Linked DNA regions of Triticum aestivum: region 2 is linked to region 1. The links are chromatin contacts, called in public Hi-C maps. All regions are on one chromosome and are shown on one strand. The core of a region is the stretch at or near the end of the contact, and the rest is flanking DNA. Distances in the headings are between cores, read along the strand shown.

Region 1 (5,357 bases), core at 794-3,293:
AAATTAAAGAAATGGGCTTGATTGCACAACTCACTGTTCCTACCCGCAGAATATAGCAAGGTGTGTACATAATAAGTTTTGAAGGGCCAAAGTTAAGTGCATTCCATACTATATTCTAAATACACCATGTTCAAGTGTGTGAGGATTTTTTTTACGAAATTCAGCGACCAGTGTGTATCAGATCTGTTCTGAGCACCTCCACCCCAAACTAACACACACATACTTGCCCAAATAGATGTTTGATAACCTATCTGTAGAATGATATAGTGATGTGTACTTGTAAACTCTAGTACATGCTAAATGGTGTGGTGCTGCCCCTGTTATAGGGGCGGACGACGGCACAATGCGGCTGTTTGGACTAACTGAGCTTATCTGTAGATAAACTAACCATAACACAAGGTGAATAACAGGTTTACTTTCAAGTTATGCCTAAATTAGACAGAAGAGCCCAGTACCTCCTTGGACCGTTTATAGAAGTTAAAAACATATAAGGTGCATGAATGAACAATAAAATGCCAATAATAACATTGCTACTTACTCACTGATCCCCTCGTACACCATCCCGAATGAGCCACTTCCCAGAAGTGCACCACGCATCCATGACTTGATGTTCCGCTTGAACTTGCCATTCGGCGAGATGACGAACACGGCCTCTGTATTCGTGCTAGATGCATCATCATCATTTGTTGTCGACAATGAGGATGTCCCGGTGAACCCTTCAAAGGTCTCCCCTACCCTCCACCCTTTAAGCTCCCCCTCAAGCCCTGTCAATCCTTCATCGTTCTCCTCAGGATTATCCTCCTCTGTGTCTGACATGCGAGATGTTTCAACATGTCCATAGGCCATTCTCAGTTCACTATTCTCCTCCGTGGGAGCGAACGAGTTCACAATGTCCCAGGCCGATCCGCTCATGATCTCAGCCACAGACGACTGCCTCGCCGGAGGCGGTGCGAGCCCCGTGATCGGTGGAGGCGGGGAGAGCACTGGCGGCCGGACGCCCCGGATCCCGACCTCACCGCCGCCCCTTCTCGGCGAGAGAAGTGACAAGGCCACGATGGGCGCCGCAACAGCAACCACACGGGTAGCTTTGGGGGATTCCTCCGGCGGCGCGATGATGGGTTCCTCCACCGAGTCAGTGGCAGTGGCGGTGGATGCGGAGGAGTGGATGGACTCCTCGGGAATGGGGTCGGGGAAGGAGTGAGGCGCGGGCCACGGGGCCTCGGGGGCGGAGACGGTGCGGACGACGGGGGCGGGCTCGTCCACGGGAGGAGCCGACGAGTCCGGGTCCGGGCGGGGGCGGGCGAGGAGGTCGGAGCTGGAGCGCGCCTTGCGGGCCTCCCAGGCGGCGACGGGGATGGCGAAGTCCTCCGGGCCCGACAGCCCCAGGCTGCGGCAGAGCTCGTCGACCTCCCCCTCCGCGCTGCCGTTGATGCGGAAGTCCGCGCCGCCGCCCCTGGCCACGAGGTCGAGCGAGCGCGTCGGCCGCGTCCCCGGCGAGCGCTCCGACGACGAGGTCGACCACGAGGCGGACACGGACGTCGTCGCCGCCGCCGCCGCCGCCGCCCCCGCCTCGTAGTCGATGTGCTTCGCCGCGTTGCGCCGCTCCAGCCGCGGGCTGCGTCCGCGGCTCCCGCTCCCGCTCCCACTCCCACTCCCGCTGCCGCGGCCGCTCCCCCCGCCGCCGCTGCGGCGGCTGCTGCCGGAGTCCATGGCGGCGGCGTCCCCGCCGACGCCGCGGCGGCCGGAGGAGGAGGCGGGCGAGGACTACTTGCTACGGGCCCACGAGAACATCTGGATCCATATGCCGGACCGAGGCTGCTGCGCGGCGCCGAATTTGAGGCCCCGCGCCGCAGGATTTGGGGATTGGGGGGCTCCCGTCGCCGTCGGCCTCGGCGGCTTGCGGCTGCTTGCGGGGGAGGAGGAGGTGGCGTGCGCGCTCGCTGGCGCGCGGTGGGTAAATAATTTCCGACGCGGCCGGTCCCGCGGGTTCAATGCCAGGTGGGCCTGCGCCGTCGAGGGGCCCGCGGGCAGTCGCGTCGAGGTCGGGACGTCGGGCCTGCCGTGGTCTCTTTGGGGAAGGGGACGTCGGGGTGGCTGGACGCGGGTTGACTGCGACGACCGGCGGTGGATTGGCCCGCGGTTACAAGGACGGGCGGACGGGGTCGATGCGGCTTACGGGTGGGTCCCACCAGTCAGCGGGAGACGCGAGCGGTGAAAACGTTGGCGTGGACGTGCGGCCAGTGCCCAGTGGTGTGAAAGCGCGCCGTCGCCGGTCCGTCCACCGGCTGTCAACGGCAGTGGCGCGCGCGCGGCGCACGGCGGTGGCCGGCGGCGCAGGCAACAGAAATACAGAATTCAAGGCCATCTGGGTCGGGCATCTGGGGACTATGGTACAGTAATTGCAAGCAAGTGGTGGTCATTTGTAGTAGTACAAGTTGCAAACCAAAACACAAAAGGCGAATCTCGATGGACGTTGCCACCTTTCTTAGAGAAAGAAAAAAATCGTGCTGCTTTTACAGTCTCAGTCTTGACAACTACTTCTACTTGACGAGCACTCCTCGATCGGAAATGTTGATTGCTGGATGGAGAAACGGTGTGAGATTATTTCTGTCTGGAAGAAGAATGTTGCGCCATTCGGGTGGATTGGTTTGATTAGCAGCTTTAGCGCTGGCCTCCCGCGTGAGACAGATCGGCTGAGCTTTACTAACTTTCTCCGGCGGCGTCCGGCCGTGTCTACGTGTGCGTGTGGCTCATGTGCTTCCAGCTCGACGGCGACCCGTGGAAGTGGAAGTGGAAGTGGGAGCGCCGAGTGTGGATGACGCGGCTGGATGGCGGGATGCCGCGATGGTCACGGGCGTGCTGCCTGCATACGTACGTACAGCTCGGGGTTGTTTTTGTTATTTTCCTTTTTTTTTCCCGAACGGTCGGCTTCTTCTGGTCCTGGCGGCTAAGCAGCATCGCGCCACCACGTGGCGAGTTATTCCTGCTTGCATTGAACTGAACAAGTTGTCCTACTTGGTGTACCGTAGGAGATTGCGGCGAAAGCAAACCGTAGGAGGAGGAGCCTCCTACGGTCCTACAAGAAAGCGTCGCAGAGGATCACAGTGAACTCGAAAGAATTCCTGAGGCACCAAATGCACTTAAGGGCATCTCTAGCCGATTCTCTATAAGTTAACAGAGTAAAACCCTTAGTGGAGTATATATACTTCAATGATTTTTTGCCGTTTCTAACAGATCCCCTAAACTTAACATGGTGAACTTTAATTTGATCAAAGTCAAAGCAATTTGGTGCCTGGTGTACCACAGGAGACTGCGGCGAAAGCAAACCATAGGAGGCTCCTCCTCCTACAAGAGAGCGTCGCAAAGGATCACAGTGAACTCGGAAGAATCCGTGGGGCGCCAAATGCACTCTAAAGGCTTCCCTAATGCACCTCCATAATAATTGGGCTATCATATGGCAAAAGAATATGTGTGCACACAACGGGCGCATACCATTGCCCGACCCGTTACACTTCCTCGCTTTCGTACTCGGAGACAAACTACCCAAAAGAAGCCGCCAAAGAAATTTTCTAACATTTAGAGGGGCATGATGGTTGCGTGCATCACGATGATGCAAAAGCCAGAGGTTTCAACCTTCTTTAAAAAAAATTAGGGGGGGCTCGGGATTTCGCGGCTTCCTCCATCCACGGAGGCCCGGATTGAAGACCAACCTTTGGTGCAACGACCATCAGGAAAATATTCCTAGTGTGGCGAGCGATCAAGATATAGACTTCGCGACACCTCGGAGATGGATCCGGGAACTATTGCCAAGAGGGCACGTCATGCGTTTGTCTCGTCCATCCTGAATGACATATGCAATGGGATATTCGATAGGATTTTTTATAATGTTCATGACACGCACATCCGGAGCACTGCATATGGCGAAGAGAGCCGGGAATCCCTCTATACAGGCTCTCAGGCTAGACTAAACGTCCAGCCAAAAACGGTGGACTCTCCGTCCCTCGCCTCATGTCAGGCTTTCTCCTAGATGATGTGATTGGATCATCTTGCATACTTGGGTTATGTTTGTGTCGGCTTTAGGAACCAAATTCAGCTTTGAAAAATCTGAAACTGAAACAAACGACTATTTTGAATCAGCTTCAGTGGCAAAGTTCGAATTCGATTCATTCCATTTTGGGGATTTTATTTTCTAAAGCATGTCCTAGCATGCTTCAGCGACAAAAATGGTACTGCGAATCAGCTTTGTGAGATAAGTAAATCCAGAACAACGCATTAAAGCCGAAACAAACAGGGCCTTGGGATCCCCCCCTCCTGGAGCAGTAGGGGTGACAAAGGGTAGGCTATGGGCAGGTACAACCTCCTTCTGCCCAAACCCATACCCATAGAAAATTTCTATACCCACCCACTTCAATACCCATGGGCGTAAATTGGTACCCACACACATACCCATCGGGTATCCTATACCCAATGGGTATCCGGTGACTTCAATATATAACATTTAAATTTTTAACATGTAGAAAATGAGTTTAAAATTCAAGTGATGATGGGCGAGCAGTATAGCACTAACGCGAGCTCCTCCAATGGGTGGCCTCTTGGAGGTATCCAGGCAGTATTATCAATGGTTGGTGGAAGCCCAACGCGGTGGGAGGCAGTGGTGGGAATGGGGGGTTGCTGGATCGAGAGTTGGACAAGAGTCTGGTAGCGAGGAGTCGAGATTTAATCTTTTCGAGGAGTCACATAGGATGTAGGAGGAGTGGTGGCCAGGTAATTACATGCCTATGAGTCATGGCCGGTATAAGGAATACGAGATTTAGGGTGGGCCACAGGAGTTGGGTGTTGATCCTACATGCCATAGGAGTTATTTCCATTAATAAAAAATTTCTGGGTATCCATTGAGTTACCCATGGGCAAAATTTCATACCCATACCCTATTCATATATTTTGCGGGTATGAATACCCATTACTCGTGGGTACAAAATCTCTCCAAGTCTTGTCCATGCCCATTGTTTTCGGGTAGTGTCGGGGATATACCCCGCGGTGTAACCCGGCTGGATGTATGCCCCGGCTGGATCTTGGCGACTCACTGGTGACCCGCCCGGAGCTTGGCGACTCACGGGAAACCCGCCCGATCTTGACGATTCATTAGTAACCCGGCGGGCGGGTCAGACGGACAACAAGGCCCAAGGCCCAGCATGCCGGTTCGTATGATGGTGGGCCGGCTTAAGAGGAAAGGCATAAAGAATATTCTCCTACAAAGGAAGCAAGACTAGGACTCCACTTGTAATAGATTAATCCTAATCCTACTAGGACTAGTCATGTAATCCGCCCCTTCAACATATATAAGGAGGGGCAGAGCA
Region 2 (6,182 bases), core at 2,988-5,487, 130 kb after region 1:
TCAAAAGAAAGTCTACGAATCAGCTTACAACCATCCATATCTATGATCACTCAAAAATAACATACAAACCAAAACTTGCACCAATATTTATTATTATAATTATTAAAAGTGCATGACAAGTTAGCTGACCAGAAGAAATATAGGAATACCAGAAAATAACGTGAAAACATATATCCATCAGTTAAGTGAGTCTTAATAACAAGTCACAACTAATGACAAAGATTCATTTGATCCCTTTGTCATGTAGCCCTCTGAACAACTTTCTTGCTTAATGACCTATCAATTCAAAGAAAATAAAAGCTGCACCCCAACACTTGCCTGCCTCATCCAGTCGTGTTGCCCCATGAATCTATTGTCGTTGGTTATTAATCACTTTCTTCCACACCCGGGGTGCCACCTATCTTTTTTTTTTAATTTTTAGGGGGGGGGGGGGACTCCACCACCTGAATTGCTTTATATATCTGAGGGCTCAAGAACCGCCCCGAAAGAAGCCAGAGTCAAACAACGGGATTACAGAGAGGAAAAAAGGAAGAGGCCAGCCCCCTCCCCCTTCCACGTTGGGAAGAGAAGGAGAAGACCGACCAGCAAGATTACATGGAAGGAGCCACCTATCTTATTGATTTTGACCCTCTAAGATTAGATGTTCATAGCAGAACCATATTACTCCCACTACATGCAGATCGTCCATCTCATTAAGTCATTATCGACACACATTCCTCACATGTGCATGCTGCATAGTCATCAAAAGTCGATATGAAAACAACACAAGCCACGGGAAACATGAGTAATCCACACATAATACATCACATAGTCTTCACACACATTCACATTTCGCGCAGTCTACCACATGACGTTGTCAACCACATGTGCCAAAGCCATGACCTACTTTGTGTTATGATATCTGCCTTTTCACTAATAATGTTGCCCACCAAGAATAAGATGAGTTGCCTTTGAATGCCCGAAGGGCAACTGGATGATGATCAATTATACCACATATAGAGAGAGAGAGTCAGCAAAAAAGTTAGTTGTAAAGTAGCTTAGAGTACTTGAAATAAAAGAAGTGGATGTAATGTAACACTTGCTCATTCAGTTTTCCACTTTTACAACTTCATCATGTAGTACAAGACATAACATCCATATAGGTTGATAACTTTGGGTTATTGGTGTCAGTGGAGATATGCAATAGTTAAGTTTGTATCAGATTATGACGACAACAAATTTTGTTGAGGAAGTTAAGATATAATGGTTTTGGAGCCGCCTCAGTTTGGGACAAAGAGAATAGCATGGTGGTGTGTTCTATGACATAATGCCAATCTGCATATTGATCCATGTTGCCCATGACTGCAACCTTTAAGCAATATGATATGAATATACACCCAATTTTAAAAATTATATTAAAAACTAGGAATTAGCCTCATATGGCCGATCTCGGAAAGGTGGTTATATAGTAGTATATACTACTATAAAATAATCTTACCTTAGATCGATGCCCAACTTTGTGTAACTCCCAAAATTTGATTAGAAGGTGAGTATATGTTCAAGAGCGTGAATTTTGGTTCACGCTAGTGGCAAAACGTACAAATGTTATTGACGAGGAACGCACATGTTGATCTTTGCTTAACTAATTGCTTATGACATAGAAGTAATTTCTATATTAGGAAAGAAGTAGTTAGTTTATTTTTATTTTCTTTCTTTGTGAACTTGCGAGTGCATATACTTGTGTCGATGATAAAAGGGAATTCAACCCAAATACGGTTTAGAGGCACGGCACACTCAAGCACAACAACCATATACATGTACAACTCTGCATTACCCTCTGCGGCGAGTTCTCTCTTTGCTAGCTAATGGGCGAAAGAAGCAACTCAATCCACAATACAAGGAAAATGGAAAATAAAGGCAACATGCAGTGAAGAAAATCACGAATTCTTCTACAATTTTCCCGACGCCACTGATTCCAAGTAAATGTGCCCATTGCACCTAGTGTGCAATGGCTTTTCATTCTATTCAAATTTGCCCCCGTACGATACTAGAGCTCGAATGAATATTTGGGCAAGCGAATATCTTGTAGCATGCCAATGTGTAGCTTAGATAGAAAAGTTGGAAGGGAACTCATGGGAGGTATATGGTTTTATATGAGGACTATCCTGAGTAGGCAGATAGTGTATAAATTAAGTTCACGTGCTCACCACAAACTTAAAAGAATCAACATGGGTTGGTCCCCAAGTGGACAAGTTCACAAAGTAGCTGGAAATGAATTTGCTTTTCTTAAGATGTCCATATACAACGATACATGAAACCGGATGTTGAATTGATAGATTGGTTGTGTTAGTGTGGTAGAGAAGTTCCTCACTCATGTATTGTTGATGTTAGAAACACATTCTCATATATTGCGATGGACACAAGGTGAAAACCTAAAAAGAGGGTAGGACGATAGTACAAAACAGAAAAGGGTACTACTTGGTAGAAAAAGTAAATCAGACTAACCATGACACTCGGATATTTTATATCAAACTAGCAAACCCCGGTTATCAACTCGTCCTTTTGCACATGCTATAGCAATACACGATCCTGCTAAATTTCAATACCAATATACTTACTAATGTTGAACTCTTTTGTTCAAATCCATTTAGGACACATTTGATTTGAGCTGTTTCATTGCAAGAACAATACTGATGGCGACTTTGTGAGTGCATACCCTCTTTATTTCCACGTTTGGGTACCATTAGGCACTAATCTAAATACATGAAAAAACTAATCTCGGTCCGTTCTTAAATAGTGTCATCATAGGGACAAATATATCATATACGCCTTTTAACCAAGTGCATTATCACTCCTAGTTCTGCATATACGTGTCCAAGGTAAAGTTCTCGTATCAGACAGTTTTCACTGCAAAACAATCTTAGATTCGTCTAAGCTAAGTTTTGTTGAAAATTTTGGCCTCACAGGCCACATGCTCTAGCCTCCTAGCAATGGTGGTTCAAATTTAAGCAATGTAGTGGTGTTAGTTGTGCATGTTTTTCAGATCAATCCATACCGGTGAATATTGTGGAATCAAAGGTCATTGTGTAGTTTTCGGATGACCAACCCAACAACCCTAGGCAAGTATTTTTTTTGAGACGTACAACCCTAGGCAAGTGATAGGAAAATGTTTGAAATCCACCGGATGATAATAGAGAAAGATAAACCTCGCGCGCTGCTTGACACGTGCCCTGGGCCCATCCACCGCTTTCCACCAACCGCGATCTTATCTCTTTTTGCTCTCTCTCTCTTCGCCACACGTTATTCCCCACCCCTCCTTTTCCCTTTCCCCATCTCTGTTCGTCAGAGAGATGCTCCCATGGCGATGCAACAACAACAACTCCATGGAGGCAAACCAGGAGGAGCCACGACGCACCAACTGCTGCATCTCGCGGCTTACTGAAGGGCGGCGAAGCCCCGCGCGCCACCAGCCGCGGTGCTGCAACCCCATGGAGGCGACGCAACACGCAGGGGAGAAGCCGCTGCTCGCCGGCGGAACTCGGTGCTTGCGATGCAGCTGCTCGCCGGCGGATCCCGTGCTTGCGATGCAGCTACTCACTGGTGAATCCCAGCGTTGCAAGCCGGATGGGGGCGCCATGGTGCACGGGGTTGTTGGCGCTGCGATGCAATGCTCATCAGCGGCCGTCGACGCTGCGATGCAGCTACTCGTCGACGGCTCTTGATGTTGTGCAAGCCGGATGGGGGCGTGGCGGTGCAGGGTAATTGTTGCTGCGGTGCAACGCTCATCACTGGCTGCCGGTGGTGCTATGCGGGGGCTGCAATGGAGCTTCGCCGGAGCTGTCGATGCTGCGTTGGAGTTCCGGCGAGGCTGCAATGGAGCTCGCTGGAGTTGCAATGAAGCTTCGCCGGAGCCGTCGGTGTTGCGTTGAAGCCCACCGGGGCTGCAATGGAGTTCGTCGGACATTACCAGTACTGCGTTGGAGCTCGCAGGATGTGCAATGCCGCTGCGTTGACGCTGCCACGCTCGCTGCTTCCATCCAACGGCCACTAACACACTGATCTGACGGCTAGCCAGGCGGATGATCTAAGAAATCATCCGGCTGATTTGTAGCAAGCCCCCAAGTGATATCTCACCCGTGGCAGACACGGTTGGTGCCTTTGATGGCAACAGTATATCCTACTACCACGGACACCGGCCCGGCCCTGGTAACTTGTGGGTTACCCGAGTCAAACCCAGGCCACCACAAGGACGGCGAAAAACCGAGCGGGGAAAAAAAGGGCACAGAACACAACGCACGGCACCGTCACCGCTTGTCGCCGTCCAACCTCCTCCCCCATGAGGCCGGCCCCGAGGCGCCCCGCCTCCGCCTCCGCCTCCTCGCCCCAGCAGCACTAGCAGCCGACGATCCGCCCCGCCCGCGCGCACCACGCCGGCCGCCGCCGCCATGCTCTTCGCGCGCCGCGACATCGAGGCCGCGGGCGCCGGCGCCGGCGCCGGCCAGGACGGCTCGCCGGCCGCCAAGAAGGGCAAGCCGGAGTCCGCCGCGGCCTCGGCCGCCGTGGCACGCCCCACGCTGACGCGGACCGAGGCGCTCGCGGCCGCCGCCGTGCTCGCGCTCTTCGTCGCCGGGATCTTCTGCATCTTCCTCGCCGCGCCCCGCCGCGAGTTCGGCCAGATCCTCCGCCTCCCGCGCAGCCTCGCCGACGTGCGCCTCCTCAAGTAGGGCTCACTCTTCCCCTCCCACGCTTGCCGGCCCCGCTGTGTCTTCTGGATCGCGGATATTTTCGTGACTGCGGAATGTAGTTTGAATCTTACTACACGCGAAGTGAGGTTTCGATTTGATCTAGTGAGTTCCGGTTTCGATTGGGATTTTTGATTTGTCGCGGTAGGTAAGCTGTGCTCGTGCACACATTCTAATCACAACAGACTGAAGCCATGCTCTACTCGATGCAAGCACGAGACAATCAGGAAATAAACAGCAAGGTGTGTACTAGTTTCGCAGTAGAAGAGAGGAAATATTAGTTCATCCGAAGAGACGACAAGAGAATATTCTTTTCCTGGTTGCTGTCAAGTTCCGTGCGAAACAATATTCTGAACTTCACTGTATTGTTGGTTTGCTTGATTCCAGACACTAGAATGCGCCGATGGATCCCCATTGTACTTACTCACCATATTCTAGTGCATTCACTTATGTTTCTAAGTACTACTGGTAGTATTCTTCTGCAAACAAGCCGAATGCATATGAAGGGTTTTCTTTACTCATAGCATTATCAGGATCGAATCATTAAGATACACTTCATGATTGTTTTTTACAGGCAGTACTAAATACATGAGCCCTTCCTTTTATGATTTTGTAGCAATTTTATGTATGCATTATTTATGTGTTATGATAACAGTGAATACATTTTAGAATACTGAATTCGTATACTGACATTCCTTTCTGAAACTTGCAGGGACAACCTTGCTGTGTATGCAAGTGAGCATCAGGCAAATTTTGTGCTGGGGTATTGCTCCATATACATCTTCATGCAAACATTTATGATCCCAGGGACAATATTTATGTCTTTACTTGCTGGAGCGCTTTTTGGGGTGATTAAAGGGGGCATTTTGGTCGTCTTCACTGCCACAGCTGGGGCATCATCTTGCTATTTTCTCTCCAAGTTGATTGGCAGACCTTTGGTTTGCTGGTTGTGGCCTGAAAGACTGAGATATTTCCAGTCAGAGGTAATCTTCTGCTTTTAATAACAAACTGCTTACTGTATCTCCACTGGCAATCTTTTTCTTGAGATCTTTGCCCCAACTGATGAGAGCTTTCCTGTTCTTTATTTCATATAACTAATACTTTTGATTATCTTGCAGATTGCAAAGAGGAAAGACAAGCTGTTGAACTACATGCTTTTTCTGAGAATAACACCAACCCTGCCCAATACATTCATAAATATGGCGTCACCCATTGTCGACATACCTTTCCATATTTTCTTTGCTGCAACACTAATTGGACTCATCCCAGCATCTTATATTACTGTAAAGGTAAATATCAACGCATGCAGTGATCTTATATTTTGGCTCAGTTATGTCTGGAACAAAGCAATTACCTGAACCAGAATCCATGTTATATGTTCAAATGTCACATGAAAATGGACTAGAATCGCTTAAACTGTCGATGTCTGAGTATCATAACTTGTTTTGCGTTATAAACAAT

What was found. A called contact is a pair of places that touch in the nucleus more often than the background predicts.
Region 2: a Hi-C map of leaf shows a contact between it and region 1, with 5 times the contacts expected there. The contact joins the promoter of LOC123095821 here to the promoter of LOC123095819 in region 1. A contact is called at or near these places in 3 of 5 Hi-C or Micro-C datasets (leaf and an unstated tissue) and 1 of 1 datasets of contacts at active chromatin or transcription factors (leaf).

Annotation. Positions count from the first base shown.
Region 1 is chr4D:17,074,489-17,079,845 of IWGSC CS RefSeq v2.1, forward strand. LOC123095819 (mitogen-activated protein kinase kinase kinase 1) reads right to left here and starts at 2,044. Exons shown (of 9, transcript XM_044517385.1): 1 at 539-2,044. The coding sequence starts at 1,710.
Region 2 is chr4D:17,203,878-17,210,059 of IWGSC CS RefSeq v2.1, forward strand. It overlaps LOC123095821, which reads left to right and starts at 4,238. Exons shown (of 4, transcript XM_044517388.1): 1 at 4,238-4,699; 2 at 5,434-5,704; 3 at 5,840-6,010. The coding sequence starts at 4,425.